7 separate regions of the Mus musculus genome follow, and regions 2, 3, 4, 5, 6 and 7 are each linked to region 1. Evidence: chromatin contacts called from public HiChIP or PLAC-seq, Micro-C and promoter capture Hi-C data. All regions are on one chromosome and are shown on one strand. The core of a region is the stretch at or near the end of the contact, and the rest is flanking DNA. Distances in the headings are between cores, read along the strand shown.

Evidence for each region. A called contact is a pair of places that touch in the nucleus more often than the background predicts. HiChIP or PLAC-seq counts read pairs in DNA pulled down with a chosen protein or histone mark. Capture Hi-C pulls out chosen DNA fragments and counts their contacts.
Region 2: a contact with region 1 is called in an H3K27ac HiChIP or PLAC-seq map of microglia, with 4 times the contacts expected there. The contact joins the promoter of Rcan3 here to the promoter of Srsf10 in region 1. A contact is called at or near these places in 3 of 39 promoter capture datasets (the HPC-7 cell line, cranial neural crest and erythroid cells), 1 of 484 Hi-C or Micro-C datasets (CD4 T cells) and 8 of 115 datasets of contacts at active chromatin or transcription factors (the 230-238 cell line, bone marrow-derived macrophages, embryonic stem cells and 4 more).
Region 3: a promoter capture Hi-C map of pancreatic islet shows a contact between it and region 1. The contact joins the promoter of Zfp46 here to the promoter of Srsf10 in region 1. A contact is called at or near these places in 2 of 9 other capture datasets (liver and pancreatic islet).
Region 4: a promoter capture Hi-C map of adipose tissue shows a contact between it and region 1. The contact joins the promoter of Tcea3 here to the promoter of Srsf10 in region 1. A contact is called at or near these places in 1 of 115 datasets of contacts at active chromatin or transcription factors (bone marrow-derived macrophages) and 1 of 9 other capture datasets (adipose tissue).
Region 5: a promoter capture Hi-C map of pancreatic islet shows a contact between it and region 1. The contact joins the promoter of Stpg1 here to the promoter of Srsf10 in region 1. A contact is called at or near these places in 7 of 39 promoter capture datasets (the C10 cell line, the HPC-7 cell line, embryonic stem cells and 4 more), 1 of 15 datasets of contacts at CTCF or cohesin (the NIH/3T3 cell line), 1 of 484 Hi-C or Micro-C datasets (embryonic stem cells), 10 of 115 datasets of contacts at active chromatin or transcription factors (the NIH/3T3 cell line, bone marrow-derived macrophages, embryonic stem cells and 7 more) and 2 of 9 other capture datasets (adipose tissue and pancreatic islet).
Region 6: a contact with region 1 is called in a Micro-C map of embryonic stem cells, with 4 times the contacts expected there. The contact joins the promoter of Asap3 here to the promoter of Srsf10 in region 1. A contact is called at or near these places in 2 of 39 promoter capture datasets (liver and pre-B cells), 1 of 484 Hi-C or Micro-C datasets (embryonic stem cells) and 2 of 115 datasets of contacts at active chromatin or transcription factors (bone marrow-derived macrophages and pro-B cells).
Region 7: a contact with region 1 is called in an H3K4me3 HiChIP or PLAC-seq map of the SCID.adh cell line, with 11 read pairs. The contact joins the promoter of E2f2 here to the promoter of Srsf10 in region 1. A contact is called at or near these places in 4 of 39 promoter capture datasets (cranial neural crest, erythroid cells, fetal liver and 1 more), 1 of 15 datasets of contacts at CTCF or cohesin (large pre-B cells), 12 of 115 datasets of contacts at active chromatin or transcription factors (the 230-238 cell line, the SCID.adh cell line, bone marrow-derived macrophages and 9 more) and 2 of 9 other capture datasets (liver and pancreatic islet).

Annotation. Positions count from the first base shown.
Region 1 is chr4:135,854,654-135,857,450 of GRCm38.p6, forward strand. It overlaps Srsf10 (serine and arginine-rich splicing factor 10), which reads left to right and starts at 1,418. Exons shown (of 6, transcript NM_001080387.2): 1 at 1,418-1,638. The coding sequence starts at 1,574.
Region 2 is chr4:135,432,400-135,435,196 of GRCm38.p6, forward strand. Rcan3 (regulator of calcineurin 3) reads right to left here and starts at 1,406. Exons shown (of 5, transcript NM_022980.4): 1 at 1,213-1,406.
Region 3 is chr4:136,284,705-136,287,501 of GRCm38.p6, forward strand. Zfp46 (zinc finger protein 46) reads left to right here and starts at 1,363. Exons shown (of 3, transcript NM_009557.4): 1 at 1,363-1,777; 2 at 2,368-2,611. The coding sequence starts at 2,506.
Region 4 is chr4:136,246,621-136,249,417 of GRCm38.p6, forward strand. It overlaps Tcea3 (transcription elongation factor A (SII), 3), which reads left to right and starts at 1,337. Exons shown (of 11, transcript NM_011542.2): 1 at 1,337-1,497. The coding sequence starts at 1,429.
Region 5 is chr4:135,494,643-135,497,439 of GRCm38.p6, forward strand. Stpg1 (sperm tail PG rich repeat containing 1) reads left to right here and starts at 1,345. Exons shown (of 9, transcript NM_030189.3): 1 at 1,345-1,504. It also overlaps a transcript of Nipal3 not described here.
Region 6 is chr4:136,204,899-136,207,695 of GRCm38.p6, forward strand. It overlaps Asap3 (ArfGAP with SH3 domain, ankyrin repeat and PH domain 3), which reads left to right and starts at 1,467. Exons shown (of 25, transcript NM_001008232.2): 1 at 1,467-1,749. The coding sequence starts at 1,621.
Region 7 is chr4:136,170,868-136,173,664 of GRCm38.p6, forward strand. It overlaps E2f2 (E2F transcription factor 2), which reads left to right and starts at 1,407. Exons shown (of 7, transcript NM_177733.7): 1 at 1,407-2,171. The coding sequence starts at 1,914.

The DNA.
Region 1 (2,797 bases), core at 168-2,667:
CTGAAGACGCATTCCCAGCGGGCAGTACTTTCCTGAAGGCCTTCGGTACAGCCTCCTTCACACCACTCCTTTGGCAGAGCTGCTGTTTGGTAAATTGCACAACGTGCCCAAAAGCCTGGTGGTCAAGGGGTGTTGGACTTCTTGCTTTTCTTCTTGGTCATACTCTCATTCTCTCCGCAGTCCTCATGTTTACCAGAGACTGTGTGATGTATGTGAGGGAAGTGATGTGTGCATCTTCTCACTCATAAGTTTGAACTCCGTAGATATTAACGCATATAAGCCATATTTAAAAACAGGGCGCTGGGCAGTGGTGGCGCACGCCTTTGATCCCAGCACTTGGGAGGCACAGGCAGGTGGATTTCTGAGTTCGAGGCCAGCCTGGTCTACAAAGTGAGTTCCAGGACAGCCAGGGCTGTACAGAGAAACCCTGTCTCGAAAAGCAAGCAAACAAACAAACAAACAAAAAACCACACACACAAAAACAATAATAAAAATCTAAGTGTATTGCCCACTTGTGTATGGGTGCCCTAGGAGGCCAAAGAGGGAACTAGTAACAAAGCACTGAGCCCGCTCCCTCAACGTGGGGAATAGAGGGGAGGAGGCGCTAGAGAGAGGGAGGGGAGGGAGAAGAGAGGAGAAAAAAGGAGAGGGAGAAAAGCAAACCAGCTAGCCAAGGTTTTTTTGTAGCTGGGGAGTCCCATGATGAGGACTGAAAGTTGGAGGGGGACTGGAGCAAGAGGGGGACGATGGGCCGGGGTGAGTGGGCAGTGTCTGTCTTAGGGTGCAGGCAGGTCTGTGGGAAGAAACTTGGCTAGCAAATCCAAGGACCTAGATTGGATCCCCAGAAAACAACAAAGAGACAAACACCACCTCTTCAAGGCTGGAAAAGGGGTTCAGGCACCTTGCATGTGAGCAACAGAGACAAGGACAGCAGGGCCCGGGTCTCACGGGGAGGGAATTGCGTGCCTAGGTGACGCGGATGTGCAGCAAAGGCAGAGAGTTGCACGCACGGCACGCCGAAAGCTCTGCCCCTCCCCCAAACCCCACAAAGAATCTCTAAGTTCCTCTCTCTGGCCAGAGATCTGATAAGAAGCCCAGGCGCAACTCCGAACAGCGGATTCCGGAGCAGCCTCTAGCTGGCTCCGAGGCTCCCGAGCCCGGTCATGGTAGTTTAACCCGAGCGCTCGCCGAGAGGAGGAGGGATGGCGGGCTCGGCCGGGCGGGAAAGGGCGGGAAAGCGCAGCGCTAAAGAAAGAAAGAGGGGGAGGGGAGGAGCCCGCGCCTGGAGCCAATGAACGGCAGCGAGGCCGCGGTGCGCGCGTCAGGCCGGCGGCGCGCGCACGCCCAGAGATCTCGCGGGAAAAAGCCGTTGTCCCCCTCCGCCGGTGCTGCGGGGCGGGAGGTGGGAGGGGGCCTGGAGGCGGGAGCCAAGTCTCGCGAGAAGAGGCAGTTGCCGTAGCGGAGCCCTCTGGGTCTGTGCGAGTGTGGTGTGAGTGGATGTGAGCCGCCGCCGGAGCTGCGGACGGTTTGCCCGAGCCCGTTAGCGCCGCCGGCCCAGAGTCCCGCCGCCACCATGTCCCGATACCTGCGCCCCCCTAACACGTCTCTGTTCGTCAGGAACGTGGCGGACGACACCAGGTGAGCGCACCGGAGCAGCTACTGCGCGGGGGAGGGAGGCCGCGGGCGCCCGGCGAGCGGCGGCCGTGGCGCGGGGGAGGGGCGGGGCGAAGATGGCGGGGCCCGCGCCGGCTCTAGGCCGCGCCGCCGGCCTGCAGGAGCAAGGGCGGACACCGGGCCGAGCGCTGGCGAGCGAGCAGGCGTGAGGGCCGCGTGGCGGGCATTCGGGGGCCCCGTCCTCCCCCGCGTGCTCGGCGGCTGGGCCGAGCCGGCGGGCCGGACGTGTGTGTCCCTCATGGATCCGACGTCCACGTTCCATGAGGTGCACGCCCCCCTCGGCCTGAAAGGGATTTTTGTTGTTGAAAACGGGAAAAGGGTTGCCAGGCGGGGCGGCCCAGGCCAGCACTCGGGGAAGCCGAGGCGGGAGGATCGGCGCGAGTCGGAGGTCAGCTCGGGCTACGAAGTCAGAAGATGGAAAAGATGCGAGTGGGATAACGGGATAGCGGAGGGGAGGGTTTGCAGCTCCATCTCCCCCATCTGTGTGGATGGTGATGAGTGGATTCGAGATTGCTGTGGGGGAGAGGAGTCGTGGAGATTGGGGCGAGTGTAACAATTTTTCGGTTAAATGGAGTGATCCACGTGTTTTCGCGGAAATCTCTTTGAAAACGAGGTGCTGGAGAGACCGCTCCCGTTAGGGACCTTCGTGATTAACTTGGGTGAACGGAGGCGGTACTTTTAATAAAAGTCCGCCTTGTCTCCGGGCGTAGCCCCAGCACTCAGAAGACGGGTCTGGGAGTTCGAGTCTCGCCTGGTAAAGGGCTTTGTTTTCACAGCTTGTCCTTTGCTTTGAATTGCCTTCGGAATTTTTCAGAAGAGATTTTTATCACAGGATTACTCTTCGTGTTCGTACAAAATAAACTCCGAAGAAAAACTGAGGTTTTGGGTTTTTCTTGTTTTGTGGAGTTTTGTATCCTCTTTGTCATTACGCATAAAACAAAAGTGGTTAATTAACGACTTAAAAATTTTTCCATTTTGTCGTTTTAATACTTAAGTATGAAGTATGTAGATACTGTGATGGTTTTATTTCAGATTTTTAATGGCTGACCCTGTTGAACAATTTTAGCGTAAGCGGGGATGTGATGGGAATGCTTAATGCTGGAAATTGGGTTCCAAACCAACT
Region 2 (2,797 bases), core at 156-2,655, 420 kb before region 1:
ACTGAAGTTACATACGGGTGCTAGGACTCAGAGCCCAGTTCTGTGCAAGAGCAGTAGGTGCTCTTAACAGTGGACATCCCCCGCCCCCGGCACACTATTTTGTTAACATATATTTATTGAATGTTTATATGTGTGTTTGACTGTGGCCTCAGCAACACTCAGGTATTAGTCAAAGGACAACTTGCAAAAGCTGATTCTCTCCTCCTGCCATGTTGATCCCCGGGATCCGGGAACTCCAACTGTCAGGCTTTGCAGTAAGTGTGTCTGTCTGTACCAGCTGAGCCATCTCATAGGACTACATATTGATATATTGGACTAGAGGTAATGGCATTGTGTTAAGATAGGTTTTATTTTGTTTTGTTGGGCAGGACCGTATTATGTAGTCCAGACTAGTCTCCCACTTGCTAATATTATAAACGTGTGCCACACCCAGTTCTTAAAATAACATTTTAAAGTAATCACTAATCATAGCTACAGATGGTCAATTACTTCTCTGGCCAACTAGTAGATGAGAGACTTCTACGAAAAGTTCAAGTAAATGTATTGTCCTAGATAGCCTTCAATATTGGGACGCGAATATATATATATTTGGTTTTAAACCCTACAATAAAACATCACTCTACATAATCCTAGTTTGAATCTGAAACATGGACGTGAGCCGCTAGAATCTTAATCCCCAGAGGAGATGATGAGATTTCGCACGGAAGCTGGAACCCCACAACCTGGAAACAGACAGCTATTGAAGGGTTCAAGAGGAAGCGGACAAGTTTCCAGATGCCAGGGAAGCAGAGAAGCACGAGGATTCCTGCATCCTGGGGGAGGGGAGGAGAGAGGGGAGTGGGGCTTCCACCTGCTGCCAGGAGGGTTTTACTAGCCACACCTTCCCTGCCCTCCGGGAGGGGGGGGCCAGGTTGGGCCTGACATCTTTCAAAAAGTCGAACTGCGGGTGGAGAAATTGCTGGTGGAGGAGAAAGGACCTGGGGGCGAGGGTTGTTTTGCAGGACGTTACCCCGAAGCTGCTGGGGGAGATCCTGGGCATCAGGCGGTTGGTCCTTAGCAACGTCTAGGGGGTTCCTGGAGGATCTGGGCAGCTGCTGCTCTAGCTGAGGCTGCTTTAACTTTCAGGGATCCTGGGGATCCATCACCCAGAGCTGCTGCAAACCTGTTCCGAGCGGCCGCGACCCGGCCCCGCCCTGCGAAGGGGAGACTCACCTGTGCGCTCGAGGGGAGAGGCCCGAGGGGGGATGCCCACGAGCGCGGCCTGGGGCGGACAGACCCTCACCACCCGGAGCCACCACGCCCTCAACGCGGGCCGCAGCGGCCGCCTCAGCCGGCGACACGGGCGGTGACCTAGGGCTGAGCGAGGTTGCCAGCGTCGCGCGCGCTCCCGGGCCCGCGCGCCTCGCGCCCTCCCTGGGTTCCTCGCGCCCAGGGGGCGCGCTGCGCCGGCGCACAGACAGGAGGGCGGGGCTGACAGCTGGGTGGGCGGGAGTCGCCGAGTGGTGGGCGGGGCTCTGGGGGCGGGGGTGGGTTCTGCGCGCGCGCATTCGCCTGCTCCTCTTGGCTGGCTGGCACTGGCTTTGAGGGACTTGGGCCGGCACTCTTTTTTTTTTTTTTTCCCACCCCCCCTGGGCCGGCACTCTTAAGGCAGAGGCTTTCCTTGACCTCCAGAACGGGACTTTTGATGTCCCCTTGGTATCCGCCGCCCCCAAGAAACATTTTCTCTCTCTTTTTGCTGACCTCACGTGACAGTGACAGGAACAGCTAGCCGGGATACTAGGAACCTTCTCGGGGCGGGTTCCTGTGAGCTTAACCCGGGGTAGCCTTCTAGGAACCTGGCAGCCGGATGTGCCCGACCTCGCCCCGCAGCTCCCGTCGCCCAGTAGAGGCGATGGCGACGTGGCTGTGCTATGGGTGTCACCAGGTGTGTGACTGCGCGCGCCCCATCCCTCCCTCCATTGCACCCAGCACAGATGTACAATATTAATGATATTTGCGTTTGCCTTTCCACACAGTCTTGCTTATCTCCCTTGGAGATAATGGAACATTAATTATGTCTAGGTCAGGGTTTAGGCTAGTAGTAGCGCCGAGGCTGGCTGGCATTTTAATTTTAATTGCTGTTGCTGAGACCAGCCTGTCAGGGAGCTGTGCCCTCTTCCAGCTCACAAACTGGATGAACGGTACAGAGCTGGAGAACTCTCAGCTCCCGCTAGAAGGATTCTGCTCTGCTATCCAGGCCGTATGGCTCAGTTCTGAGGGTCCTTGCTCCCAACCCCGGACGCACGTGATGGAAGGAGAGAACTCCTGCAAGTGTTCTCTGACTTCCACACGGCTGCCCTTCTGAATAATAAACAAATAATAAATAGAAAATCAGCTTTTGTCATTTACGCAAGACCCTTCATAGGACAAATGAAACAAGGGGGTCAAAACTAAGGACACAGTGTTGTCACTCGGTGAGAGTCATGGGCACAAAATGCAGGGCATAGCATCCTCGTCAGAGTGACTCCCATAGTGTCCCCCACAGGATCACAGTGTTGTATCCCTTTTGCTTTAGGAAGTTTCTGCAGCTTTCCACCCTGAGGCTCCTGATTAAACTTGACTTAACACGTCAAGTTCTTCACTTTTTCATCAAAGAATTATGGAGAGTGACTTCTATACTCACATCAAGAAGCATAGAAATGTTTCCCCTTGGGCTGGTGAGATGGCTAGATGGTTAAGAGCACTGACTGCTCTTCCAAAGATCCTGAGTTCAAATCTCAGCAACCACACGGTGGCTCACAACCATCTGTAATGAGAT
Region 3 (2,797 bases), core at 113-2,612, 430 kb after region 1:
TCCCCACACAGAATCCCTGTTTTGCTTAGCCCTCGCCTTCCATTGTCTAATTCCTTCATCCCCGCTAGGGAAAGGAAAGGCTACAAGTCCTTCCATTTGGAGGATTCTGAGTGAATGCAGCATAGCCAACGCTGATGTTTCTTGGCCAGCTGTTGTGGCCTCGGAGATCTGTTTATGAGATTGTTGTTTCCCGGAGCTATAGAACAGTCTCTGCAGTCTTGAAGCTTTGTGCTCATCCTACAACCAAACCCTGCCCTTTGCCTGTTAATCCATGGATTCGGATTTCTATTCATGGCCCTGAGATCTCTGGAATCTGCTGGTGATATCTAGAACCTTTCTGAACGTCAGGCCTCTTTAGATCTCTGAGGAGCCAGCGACCACAGACCAGGAGGTAAGCCTGTCCGTTCTGTCCTAATCTGGTTTTGTGATTTCTTTGAAACAGAGACTACTAGCATCCTTAGGACTCCAGGTTGTCGCAGGCCTAAGGTTTTCATGATGTTGGGAGGTCTCCAAGATTCCTTTCAGCAGAGACACCCTCAAGAGTACCAAGTCCCTGAGTCTCCCACTCCAGGGCCAGCTATTTCCCTACACACCCTACCCCACCCCCCCGCTTCTGATTTCAATGTTTTGGCGACTTAGATGGGTGCACTTGAGCTCCGTCTCTATAAAAGAGCTCGAGACGCTCCCTACAGGGTTAACGTTGGAACACCCTGGGCCGGGCCGCGGACAGCACTCCAGCACCGGACAGGGGACGCGAGGCCTCGTGGGATATGTAGTCTGGGGTGGGTTGTGACTGCCGGAAGGCCTACTGGGAGTTGTAGTTCTCAGTATCCAGAAAGCGAGAGCTTCAGGCGGTGTTGGGAGTCCGTGGGCGGGGCCCAAAGTTCCATCCCGGCCAGGGAGTCTCCCAAGGGAGGGAAAAGAAGCCTTTTCCCGCTCTGGCCTGGGCTGTCAAATGAGGGGTGATCTCAGCTGAGGTCAGCCCGAGCTTCCACACTCAATCTAACCTCGCGGATAATATATGACTCAAAGATGGTCGTAGGGCCATGAGAAAAAAAAAAAAACACAGACGCTTCCTTTGCTGAGTCGTGCTGTGGTTTCCGAGAAAAAAGTATGTGTGGGGGTATTCTCACTGGTCTTGAAGGTCGCGGTCCTGTCTCTTCCCTTTTGTTCTTTTCCCTCCCCTGCTCTTGGCTGCTAAGTGGCCTTTGTACGCCAGAGTGAAACTCCAAGTCCCGTCAGGCCGCGAGGTGCGCGCACGCGTGATGGAGCTACCCGGCCACGCCGCAGGAGGAGGGCTGATGGTTTGGCTTCTGATTGGTCAGATATTTTACGATTTCTTTTCGCTGATTGGCTGGGATTGCTGCCGGAAAGGTCCCAGCCCGGAGATGGCAGAGCAGAGGCGTTCTATGGGCTGGGTTGAAAGCCTCCTCCCTTGAATTGCATCGGCCTGACCCCCCAGCCTAGGGGGCACCCAGCCAGTGCCTGCCCTCTCCTACCCTAACGTTGCACGTACTCGATATTAACCGAGACACGGAGAGTGGGTGACTCTTCGGGAGTCAGAGAGGAGAGTGACCAGTCCTGGGCCTTCCCCTCATACCCTGCGACCAGAACTCCAGCCCTAGGGAGTAGTGGGCAGGGCCTCTTGCCGCGCCTCACGTCCTGCTTTTCGCCTCCTTCAACGTTGTCTGCTAGCTGGTTTTCCTGCTCTCTCTCTCCCAGGAGACGAACGCTTGAGCCCGAGATGGCAGCCACCCTGCTCATGTCTGGGACTCAGGTAAGCCCCGAGGGCTCTGCTTACCCATCTTGCCCGGTGTTTCCCCGTCTGCAAACCCCTATAGGAAATTCCCTGGGATAAGCTCATTTTGCTATTCTGCTTAGTATACGGGCTTCGAGTTGGCTAATATAACCATATACAAGCATATATAGAACACCCACTGTAAGACTAAATACTGAGGAGAATAAAACCAAACAAGATGGGTGGTACCCTTCTTGCCAACAATCTGTAGGGAGAACGGTGTGTCCGGTTAACCTGGATGCGATATGGTAAGTATTCTGTTGGCCTGAGCAAGGACGTATTGTGGTGTGGGAAATAGTAAGTCGAGGAGTGGTTAATTCTAGATGTGGTGTCCAAGGATGGAGCGAAGAGTGATAAAGGGTGGGGAGAAACAGAACAGCAGTTGGCTCTAGAACTGGGCCATAAAGACGAGAATTTCACTGGTCTAAGAAAAGGAGAGCCTTGTATGTAAGGGTCCAAAGTGGGCAGGGACGGCCTGAGCGGGAAGCTAGTAGATTGCCCCTGTCTTTTGACCACATGTCTTTTTTTCTTCTTTCTTTATTATTTTTTTTTTCCTTCGGACTCTACAGATGAGACTTAATGCCACTGCCTTCTCGACATTTCTAACCATGTCTCTAATTTCAAGAAGAAAAGCTGGTTCTAAACTCCTAGATACCAAGTAGTGAGGAAGCGTTGTGTGATTTCAGGCCCCTGTGACATTTGAAGATATGGCCATGTACCTCACTCGGGAAGAATGGAGACCTCTGGATCCTACACAGAGAGATCTTTACAGGGATGTGATGCAGGAGAATTACGGAAATGTTGTCTCACTGGGTGAGTGAGGACTTTTATCTTGTCTTACCTCTTAGGGGTTTTGAAACTGTCAGAACGGCTTAGGTCTTTTCGATACAGCCTTGTTTGTTGTTAAGGAAAACCACACGGTTAGTTACCTGCTTTGGTGCTCATTCAAATCTTTAAGTGTGGGAAGATCCGTGTTTCCCAGTCTTAAATGAAAAGTAA
Region 4 (2,797 bases), core at 87-2,586, 390 kb after region 1:
CCACTGAAGAAAAACCTGGCTTTGGCCACATGGTGTTAAGGCCCCGCCCTTCCGGACCCATCCCGGACCTCTCCACAACACTCCGCTATAGCCAAGGACTTTTCAGCTCCTCCCCCGGCCACCTCCTCACCTCCCCACCCCCTGCTGACATGTCAGTGATCCCCAAGCTTTGTTCTCTGAGTGCTCCAGGAGAGCCGTCTGGCTCAGGACGCTAGAAATACCTGGAACACAGTAGGAGCTCAGTAAATAGAATAACCGCTTGCGGCCTGACCGACTACACAGACCTCCCCCTCCCCCAAACTTCCATTCTGCCTTTTGAGGCAATAAATTTCACTTCTTGGGACGGGGATGAGGCCCCAGCTGGGCCTTACACTTGCCCTCTCTCCCTCCTCTCCCCACCCCAGCTGTGAGGAATACAGTCCTCTTTAATGGTTATTCTGCCCAGCCTGCCGCCCCTGAGATTTTTCTTGCTAGTTGACTGGATACCGTTTGTCGAATGAAAAAAAAAAAAAAACAAAAAACAAAAAACCTTGACCGTCATCACACTGCAGCAGTTGGGAGACAGGTGTCCACAACAGGCTCCAGACTTGTTTCTCTGAGGTTATCTCAGAAAGTTCCTTCACACACTGTGAGCCCTCTTCTGCCCCGCTTCAAATCAGAGACCCTCGCAGAAAGGTCATTTTCTGTCAGGAGGGGAACTAGGTCTTCAGCGAATTCTTGGAATTACCGCTCGCGAGCCGAGAGTGGGAGGCAGAGTTATTCCCTCCACCCCAAATTACTCTTCCAAGCCCACCCCCTGTGTACCGGAATCACCCAAAACTTAGTCTTTCGGAGCGTGGTCCCGATACCCCTTTGAGAGGTTGTTAGAAAAAATAAAGACTGGCCGGCAAAGGGCTCTGAGTATACCTCGCGAGTACGTGTACGGCACAGGCCTTGGGCGCACCAAGGAGCCTACCTAAGTTAGGGCAGAGCTGACGTCAAAATCTGCACCAAGATGCGATGAATTCACCAACTTTCCCAGCTTGGGCATAGCTCCCTCTGGGAGCGCAGTGATGCTGAGACCCGGCAGCTCTGTACTTCCCACTGCTATGCTGACACTCATCACCCCCGAACCCTCATGCTCGAATCTCCCTGGAGCCTGGGGCACCCCTAGGAGAGTTGGAAGAGAAGAGCCCCTTCTTCCAGATTGGTCCTCCCCTCCCACTTACACACCCCCTGAGGCACGACCCGCCAGGCTCAGGCAATCTTTGCCCGGGCAGTCCTTGAAGTCTATATTTAGTGCCCGCCACCCCTCCCCCCAGCGATGGGAGGGGCGCGCCCCGCCCCCTCCCGGCTCGAGTGTCCGGTGTGTTTGCGGCCCTTGCGGCTCGCGCCTTGGCGCCCGCTGCTGCCCTGCGCCCCTAACCCCGCCGTGCGTTGTGGACCAACATGGGCCTGGAAGAGGAGCTGTTGAGGATCGCCAAAAAGCTGGAGAAGATGGTGTCCCGGAAGAAGACGGTGAGGCTGCAGAGTTTGCAACGCAGCCCCCGGGCCACGGAGGCAAGACTCCCCCAGCTATGGGCTTGGTGGGCGTGCCGGCCCTGTGCCCGAAGGGAGCGCGCGGGTCAGGGGACACGGGACTGGGGAGGAGTTGCCCGGCAGGGGGTCCCCCGGCTACTTGCTGGCCACTTTAGGATGGGCATGTGCATGGCCAGGTCTGGAGGGGATCGTACAGAGTCCCCTAAGGCGCGCGACTGTTGCAAGTCACTGTGGACGGGTTGGGTGCGCTCCTGGGCAGCTTGCGCGGAGCAGAGAAAGAGCAAGGAGAGACACAAACCCAGGGGAGGACATTTAGGAGTCTGGGGGTTCGGGATGTGCGCTAGGCCCGGGGAGCTGCAGGCGCAGCGAGAACTGGAGGGGCACGTTTTGGGTGACTTCAAAAAGGATCGGAGAACTTCGGGCTGAGAAGGGGGCGCCGAGCCTCGTTTGCACACCCCAGGAGACCCGAGCGAAGGGCGGTGACTGAAGTGCCAGGAGTTCTGTTTGCAACTTTTTCCTTGGCCGCGGGATGGGGCCCTGGCGGGCGGAGGTGAACAGGTGCGGGGCGGGGGAAGGAAAAGATGGGGCCTGGGCTGGCCCAGAGGGGGAGGTGCACGAAGGAGAACTGTGGCGGGAGGTGGGGGTCCGCAGCCCTGGTCGCCCGAGGGTCCCTGAGCCCTCAGTCCGGGTAGCACCGAGCTGGATCCAAATGGAAAGTTAATGTTTGATCTACCTAGCGATCTTTGCCTCAGGCTGGAAGCTGGCGACTGTGCCAATTCTAGAGGGGCGTGGACTGAAAGGGAGAAGACCAGGGACCCTGTGAATGAGGCCCTCCATGCTGACTTGCCGCGGGGTCCTTTTCTTCTACATAGTTTCTAGCAACGAGTTGCACCAGGACCTGCATTGCCAGGACATTCCAGGAAAATTGGAAAACTCTGGGGCCCAAAGAGAGGTTTCAGACCCGGGATGAGTGACAGGCTGGAGCAGCCAAGGAGTGTTAGGCTTCCTGAAATTGTTACCTGGTAACAATGAGAGAGATGGTGGTGTTGGTAAAATGGTGAGAGGCTGAGGCTGCGGTTTCTTTGTCTGTAAGAGGATGGATTGCCTGGGGGAAGAACATGGGGGCGGGGAGGCAGTAGGGAGAGTTGAGAGTGAGTGAGATAGGACTGGAGGTGACGTTAAAAGATGCCTCCACCCGTCACCTGCCGAGCTTCGGCGGCACTTTCCTTTGGCTCCCAGCCCCGACTGCGAGACTGCGCTGCGCTAGGCTTCCCCCAAT
Region 5 (2,797 bases), core at 95-2,594, 360 kb before region 1:
GAGGGGATGGGCGGGACATCCTGAAATAATTGGCTGCGTCGCCAAGCTCGCTTGAAGCGTAGGGGCGACCTGACACTCACCTGGAGGAGTCCCCTCTAGCGGCCAAAGGAAGAAGTCCGGGCTGCTTTGGTCCCCAAGTTATGGCTGCTCACCTCCACCTGCCGGACAAGTAGGCTGGGCTTAAGCAGCCCGCCTGGTGTCCCCCCGCAGTCTGCGCTAACTGCCACCGACCGTCCCGGGCGGCGCCCCTGCTGCTTCCATCAGGTAGCTCCAGTATCGAAACCCAGCAGAGCCCTGACACGTCTCGGGGACCGTGCGTACCCCTTCTTTCCTGCGCCTGCGTCCCACCTGTTGGCTGTATTGCGTCCTTAATTTCCCGGTACGCCTGCAGCTCAGCAGCCCCGGTAGGCTGTCAATCATCCTAGTAGTCCCGTCCCCCCCCCCGCACCCCTCCCCCGCCCGCTGCTGTTTCCCAGGGGTTCGGCTGTGAGCATGAACCTGCGCGTGGAGCTTCCAGCGCGCTCATTTTTCAGCACGCGCCGTTCAGTCCAGAGCCGCACAGCAACCTCTGGGGGAGATGTTGAGATCACACAGGTTTTACGAGGAAATGACATTGGGGAGACCTCAGCGATGGAAACGCGGTAGAACTGGGAGGGAGAGTTTAAGAGAGGATGGAGCTGCCATATTGTATTATGGGAGATGCCCAAAGACCAACTGGGTCGGTGCGAGATTTTTTTTTTTTTTCTTGAGGCGTGGGTGGCAGGAGATGTGATCTGAGGAACAAGCGGGAGACAGTTTCTAACAGGGGACTATCCCATAATTTTAAAGAAGACGCTGGTGGGTTTAAGCCGGGCTGTGGCTAGGCACTGTGGCTGCGGTGAAACGGGTAAGGGGCTCTTGGAATACTGCACGGTTGCCCTTGGGGAATTATGTCATCGACCTTTCTGCTCTCACACTCAGGGTGTGGATGGATGGGTAGGAACACTTGGGTTTATTCCTTCGATGAGTCACAAAAACAACAAACCAAACAAACCCAACAACCAAACAAAACCGAAACAATCAAACAAACAAACAAACAAGAAAAGGGAACTGAACCCCAGAAACAAAAACCCTAATAGTTAGTTCCCTGCCTAACAGGTTCTCCTTAGCATTGTCAATCCGAACCCCAAAATTCTGGTAGCTTTTTTTGTTGGTTTTTGAAACGTCTCCAACGATTGGTCAACAGCTTTTCACATTAAAGACACAGAGGACACCCCTGGCTAGTTAGCCAGTTGCCTGCCGCCGGACTCTGGAATGTTAGGCCAGTGGTTGCCATAGCGACCGGGCGGGAGGGATAGATTGACTAGTTAGGAACCAGTTCCTGTTAAGGGACCGGTCCTTGAGGTCTTGAGGAGGATTCCGCGCACTCCATGGGACACCCACGGAGACCTCCATACTCCGGGTGCGTGCGGAATCTCTGTGGCCAGTTGGGTGGTGCCTCGGATGCCAGAAGGTGCCACTTGGGGTACGAGTGGGTCAGCTTAAGCCCTCAGTGTACCAACGTGAAAAGAGCTCCCCCTTGGGCCCGGTGAATGGTTGGACATCTGATGCCCCTACTTCAGTCTTTGAGGGGGTCTCAGAACTGGGCGGTGGGTGAACCTCCAAGAGCCAGCTCTAACAGAACCCTTTTGGTACTCCCGCGTCTTCCTCAGCAAGTCTTTATTCTGGACTCCATTTTGGCCAAATGAAAGGGTGAGACTGGCTTCTCGAAGCCACTAACCAGTTGGTACAGTTCCATGTAGGCCTTGAACACACTCTCTCACCAAGCAAAATAGCTAATGGGTCAATCTCCTGGGGCTTTGAAAGGTCTTTTGAATCTCCTGTGCCTTCCACTATCCTTTAGTAGGGATGTTTCAAGTTGGAGGAAATCAGGCTAGACCGTGACCATCCGTCATGACCCATCAAGTGCAGGAGGCTCACCTGGCAAGCAGCATCCTGGGCAGAGCTAGGTTATATCTGTTCTCTACCAACTGTACCAGCATTCCATGGAAGACTGGAAAGCAAGATAGATACTTGTTTCCTTCTGGTGGTAGAATAATGTACTCTTTGACAGTTTTATACTTTCTTAAAATTTTCCAAAAATTTGATAATTTGCGTGAGAAGCATAATTTTAAAAATCTCTTGCAACTTTTAAAAAATAGATTATTTTAATTTTATGTACATTGGTGTTTTGACTGCATGTGTGTCTGTGTGAAGGTTGTCAGATTGCCCCTGGAACAGGAGTTATAGTTGTGAGCTGCCATGTTCATGAGAATTGAACTCTTAACCTCTCTCTGAGTCATCTCTCCAGCCCCGAATTTTTTTTCTTTAAAGACAAAGTCTCACTATGTAGTCCTGGCTAGCTTGGAAAGCTCTATTTAAACCAGGCTGGCCTTAGGCTCACAGAGATCCATCCACCTTTTCATGTTGGCATTAAAGGAGAAAACATCACTCCAAAATTTTTTGTTGTCATTTAAAAAAATTAATTTTCACTTTATGAATATGGATATTTTTCTCTGTCTGTCTGTTTCTGTAGCACACACAGGCCTGGTGCCTGTGGTGGCCAGGAAAGGGAGATTATCAGGTCTGTTTACACTGGAGCTATATAATGGCTTGGGGCCTCCATATGAATGCTTAGAATGGAACTCAGGCCCTCTGGAAAACCAGTCAGTGCCCTTCACCACTAGGCCATCTCTCCAGCCCTGTTGCTTTGTTTTGTGAGATAGGGGTCTGGACATATGATCCAAGCTGGCCTAGAACTCAGCGTGTAGATCGGGCT
Region 6 (2,797 bases), core at 217-2,716, 350 kb after region 1:
TCAAGCCTGATGACTTGAGTCCAATCCTTGGAACCCACGTGGGAAGGAGAGAGCCAACTCCTGAAAGTTGTCCTCTGCCCTCATGAGTTCAGTGTCCTGCATGTTGTGCACACATGAGTACACACACAAACACACACCCACACCCACACACCCACACACATTCATGCACACAGCAAATTTCTAAAACTGAAAATTTTAAAAAGGGGCTGGACAGATAGATGGCTTAGTGGCTAAAGAATGTTTGTTCTTGCAGATGACCCTGGTTCAATTCCCAACACCTACATGGTGGCTCACCATCATCTGTAACTCTAGTTCCAGGGGATCTGATGCTCTTTTCTGGCCTCCAAGAGCGCCCAATATTCATTCATAAAACCCCAGCAGAATAAAGATGATTATGAATGGGGTATGTGGAGTGAGGGATGGGGGGAGCAGCAGGTGACTAGTTTTAAACAGGGTGGTCAGGATAAGCCTTGTAGTAAAGTTTGAAATGTTTGAGCTAAACCTTGAAAAACAAAACCCCAAATCAAATAAACAAAAACCGAGGGAGGCAGACAGGGAGAAGCAAATTTGGAAGACTCAGCATTGGAGTCTGAAGGAACTGTTAGGGTCACTTAGCATCTGGTCTGGGGAAAGGGGACCAGACGCCAGGGGCCAGGTTGGGCGATGAAGGTGTCAAGAGGAAGCCTCTGAAAGAGCCCTGTGAGATGGACGAAGAAAATAAGGCTTTCAAGAAGAAGCAGAAAGAGTCCAAGGCAATGGGAAGGGCCCCTGGCTCACGGCTGGAATTAAGAAACCAGGCAAAACCAAACCACAACAAAAATACCTGCAAAACAACAACAACAACAACAACAACAAAATCCCGAGCTATTCTGTGTACCTGAGATAATAGTGAACCTCTCCCATTCTTACTTAAACTTATTCGGAGTTATGACATGATTCCTTTTAAAAACCAGAGGGGCAATTGATTCAATGGCACGTAGCTGGCTGATGGCGAAGATCTTATATGGCCTCGGTGGCACAGGCCTTGCCTTTAATCTCAGCACCGGTGAGGTAGAGGAAGACGACTGCTCTGAAGAACCTAGAGTTAAGGAGAAGAGAACAAGTGAACCAGGAGCCAGCCAGAACCAGGAGCCAGGCTCTGTGTCTGTGTGTGTGTGTGTGGTAGGCTTTGGAGGCGGGGCTAGGGAGGGAAGAGGATCGGGGACGGGGGCTGGGAGTCAAGAGCGGAGCCCCAGGAGAACTCTCCCCATCTGTAGGTCTTGGAGGCAGGGCAGAGTGGGGCCAACGCGAGGTTGGGGCGTGACCAGGGAGTTAGGGGCGCGGCTTGGATGTGGCCGGAGAGTGAGGGGGATGGGGGCGTGGTCAGGGAGTTACCAGCGAGTCGGGGCGTGGCCAGGGAGGTAGACAAGTGGTCTGGGGGCGTGGCCGGAGAGAGAAAGGCTGGCGGGCGGGGGCGTGGCGGAGTTAGTTAGGGGCGGGGCGGAGCAGGGAGTGAAGAGGCCTCGACTAGGACGCTGCGGGTGGTGAGACAGGCCCTGCGCAGAGCAGCTATACCAGCACTGTTAAGTGCAGCGTCCCCCGCGTTCCAGGCAGCTCCGGTGTTTTCGCCTCGTTCCCACCATGCCCGAGCAGCTCAGTGTCGCGGAGTTCCTGGCCGTCACCGCAGAGGACCTCAGTTCCCCAGCCGGAGCAGCTGCCTTCGCCGCCAAGATGCCCCGGTGCCGCGGGGCGGCGCTGGCACGGGAGGAGGTGAGGGGCCGAGGCGGGAGGGGACCTCAGGTCAACTTGGGGCCTGGCTTTGACCTTTGCAGGAATGCTTGGAGCTAGGATGGCTCTTCGCTGCGCTCCAGAAACCCGCCCCTCTTAGATCTGTGGGAACCGAGCTCATCTCAAACATCTGTGTCCCCAAGGTGGAGCCTGGGAAGAGAGGACCAGATGGGATCTCGGGGTCACCTCGATACAGACTCCACATGTTGGGGCACATCTCCCATATACTTTGGGCGACTTGCCCATTATATGTGTATTTGCTCAGCGGCTTACAGTTCTGTGTTTTCGTTTTAGAACCCCACAAATATGCAGCCCCTCAGGTCACTCCCTTTCTGAGAAGCAGGCTCAGTCCTGAACTTACCTCTCCCAGGCTGCAAGAGAGAGAGAGGAGGCCCCCTCCTCCTGGCTGCTGGTTCTGAGACTTGGCTTGCCTTGTGGAATGATTGTGAATGGGAAGGCGCCAGGAGCCGGGGTTCACCTTGGCTGCTGCGGGCCAAGTTTATAGGCTCCTCTCCCCTCCCCTCTCCTCTTTGTGTTTTCAGGCAAAGTGTCCCAGGCTCTTTCTTTCGCCCTTGTAGGCTGCCCCACCCCATTCCCAAGCTCACTGGAGTTCATTCCTCTTCTCTGGATTCGCTGCAGGTTTTCATCCCCTAGGAATACACTGGAGCAGAGAGCCTGTAGTCTGGGGCCAGACGGGGATAATATGAACCCAGCTCTCTTCTAGAGAATGCCCTGGGTTGAGGTGGCATTTTGGACTTCAGTGGTCAGTCTGGCCTTCTCTATAAGTTGTACCTACTGTGTGGCAGATACAAAGCTACCCAGAAATACCCTGAGCTGAGGTCTTAGGAAATCTCCCTTCCTCTTCTCCCCTGACTGGCTGGCTCTCTGTCTGGACTTTTTCCTCTTTGGTAAGGAAGGCAGACAATTATACAAAGACTGTCGGATTTCAAATGATGCATAGGTTCAGAGCCACCACGCCTCAGGACCCTTCAGCATCTTTAGGGATTTTATCCATCATCCTCTCCTCCAG
Region 7 (2,797 bases), core at 157-2,656, 320 kb after region 1:
GGTGGTCTACTGTAGACTAAAGAGGCCTGTGTATTCCAGATCAAGTCTGATATAGCAACAGCTGTCGATTCTCATGGACCAAGCTCTGTGCCGAAGGCTTTGCATATACTGTGCCATGAGATTTCTCTGTGACTCCGACATAAGGAATGAGAGAGAGAGAGAAAAAAAAAAAAGACCCAGAGAATGGAGAAGAAATCTTGTCAAACAGCTTTCACAAAAGGGTTAGGGGACTGGATGTGAATTAAGAATGTCGAAGAGAAAGCCTGGGCTACCTGGTTTGTGATGATCTGATCAGGTCTTAACACGGGGACTCAGCCCACCCCCCCTCCTGTTGTGGTAAAATAATTGTTTAGGCCGGTCAATGGTGGCGCACGCCTTTAACCCCAGTGCTTGGAAGGCAGAGGCAGGTGGATTTCTGAGTTTGAGGCCAGCCTGGTCTACAAAGTGAGTTCCAGGACAGCCAGGGCTACACCGAGAAACCCTGTCTCACAAAAACAAAAACAAAAACAAAAACAAACAAACAAAAATTTGTGTAGAAGAAACCTGGAGGTGTTTGATTCAGGAAGGAAGAGTGCTGGGTCCTGTTGGGGAAAATGACCTGACAAACTCTGGACCCTCACCCACGCTGTGCCTGTCAAGGGCGGGGCAGAGTTTGGGAGAGTGGAAAGGAGCTCTTTACTAGAACAAAGACTCCCGACCTGGACTGTCCTACATTTGACTGCCAATTCTCAGATCAGCGAATCTGTGAATGACCCGAGGCACAATATCCCGCCCCTCCGACTCCCTGGTCTTACCCATCCCACTTCTCCGGATTGATGGGATAAATTAAACAACATAACATATATAATGGTCTAATCTTAGTGTACTGTACGGGCGTACAGTAGGCGCTCAATAGAGGTTAGTTTTTTTCCTGAAGAAAAACATAAAAGGGAGGCGCCACCCTTCCCTGCCCCTCTGCCAATTAAAGCCTGGAGGAACAGGTTCCTGGGTTTCATTTGAAGAGAAAGAGGACATATTGGTTATATTAATTAATATATTAATAAATGATTTAACCTAACTAAGCAACAAAGCGAAAACAAAAGGTTTTGTGGCCAGGGAAATGCACTTGAGGGTCAAGACTCAGGTCCCGACTCTGACTCTCTTTCAATGTTTGGCCCCACCCCCAAGGAAAAGAGGTCCGCTCCTCAGCGCTCTTCGCTGTACTGTTGGTCCTTATGCTGGGTGTTCCAGATGCACCTCCTGCCTCAGTTTCGCCTACTGTTACAAGAGGACGCTGAAGTCAGCAGATGTCGCGGCCCCTTTAAGCCACTAAGCTCCTGTCGTAATCGCTGTTTCTTAGACTAAGCCTTTCCGGGGGTGGGTGGGTGGGAGGAGCCTATATATATTGTAGCAGCCAATCGAGGCGCGGCATTTTCCGCGGGAGATCCGAATTTGGCGGCATATAGTTTGGCGCTAAAAAAAAAAAAAAAGAAAAAAAAAAGAAAAAGAAAGAAAAAAGAAGAAAGAAAAGAAAAAGGAGTCCAAGCAAGGGACGGGAACTAGAGGGGTGAACGCAGAGCTCAGCAGGGCGCACAGGACACCCTTCGCGGGTCAGAGCACACGAGTGTCCGCGGGGTCCGTGGGCATTCCGGGACGCTTTCACGCACGGGCGCGACTCCGGACGCCCAGATATTCGGGGCACGAGCCGGACCGGGCCAACTCCTGGCAGTGCCACCTGTGCCACGCGATCTCCGAGTGGCGATCTCCGAGCTCGGCAGCGCTGGGCGGCGGGCCAGGAGGGGAGGGTCCGGCCTTGCCCGGCGGGCGTCCATTGGCGGCTGCTCCCGGCGTCCGCGGTGCAGCCGGCTGCAAAGCCCGCAGGTGCCCCGCGCGCGCGCGCCAGACCCGAGTGGGTAGGGGGCGCCGCACTCGCCATGCTGCGCGCGCCGCGGACCCTGGCTCCGGCCACGGCGCAACCTACAAAGAGCTTGCCGGCGCTGAACCCCACCGAGCTGTGGCCTTCGGGTCTGAGCAGCCCCCAGCTCTGCCCGGCCACCACCGCCACCACCTACTACACTTCGCTTTACACGCAGACGGTGCCTTCCTCTGTGGCGCTGGGCACCTGCCTCGACGCCACTCCCCACGGACCCGAGGGCCAAATTGTGCGATGTGCACCCGCAGGCCGGCTGCCGGTAATGCTGGGGGACCCCCTGTACTTCCCGTATACGTGTCTGGGTGGGGAAAAAGGAGAGAGGGTGCTTGGGACGCCCTACGGCTTGATTACAGCTGGTTGAGGTGGGGAAGCGGGACTGGCAGTAGAGAGAACCCTTTCATTTTCCGACTCCGTGAAGTAATCTCGCCTGCTGTCGCGGACTGCAATGAGCACTGGTCAGGGGAGCCTGGAGACCTAGCCCAGTGCCCCTAGCGCCTGCGTGACCTTGAGGAAGCTTCCAAGGCATCGACGATGCTTAAGTTCATTCATTCTTTCATTGTTTACGCCAGAACCAACACCTGCTTTTTCAGGCCAGGGGCTTGGCCTGTGGGATTTCCTGGTGACTTTAAATCCGCATAGGTCTCCCAGGTCTCTGGTCCAGCCTGGTATCTGGACCAGAGTTGTCTAGCCAGCTCCTTCTCAAGTGTTGTCCTCAGGTCCTCCCCACAGCCTGCTCATCGTCCGAAATAGCCAGTAGCAATGCAAATGTAGTCCGTCTCTTGGGTTTCCTGTTCAGATGGACTGTGACCTCGCGAGTGAGAGATGTGTTGTCAGGGAAGGCCTGGTGTGGTGGCGTTTGGGCTGTAGTACAGGGTTTGTGGGAAT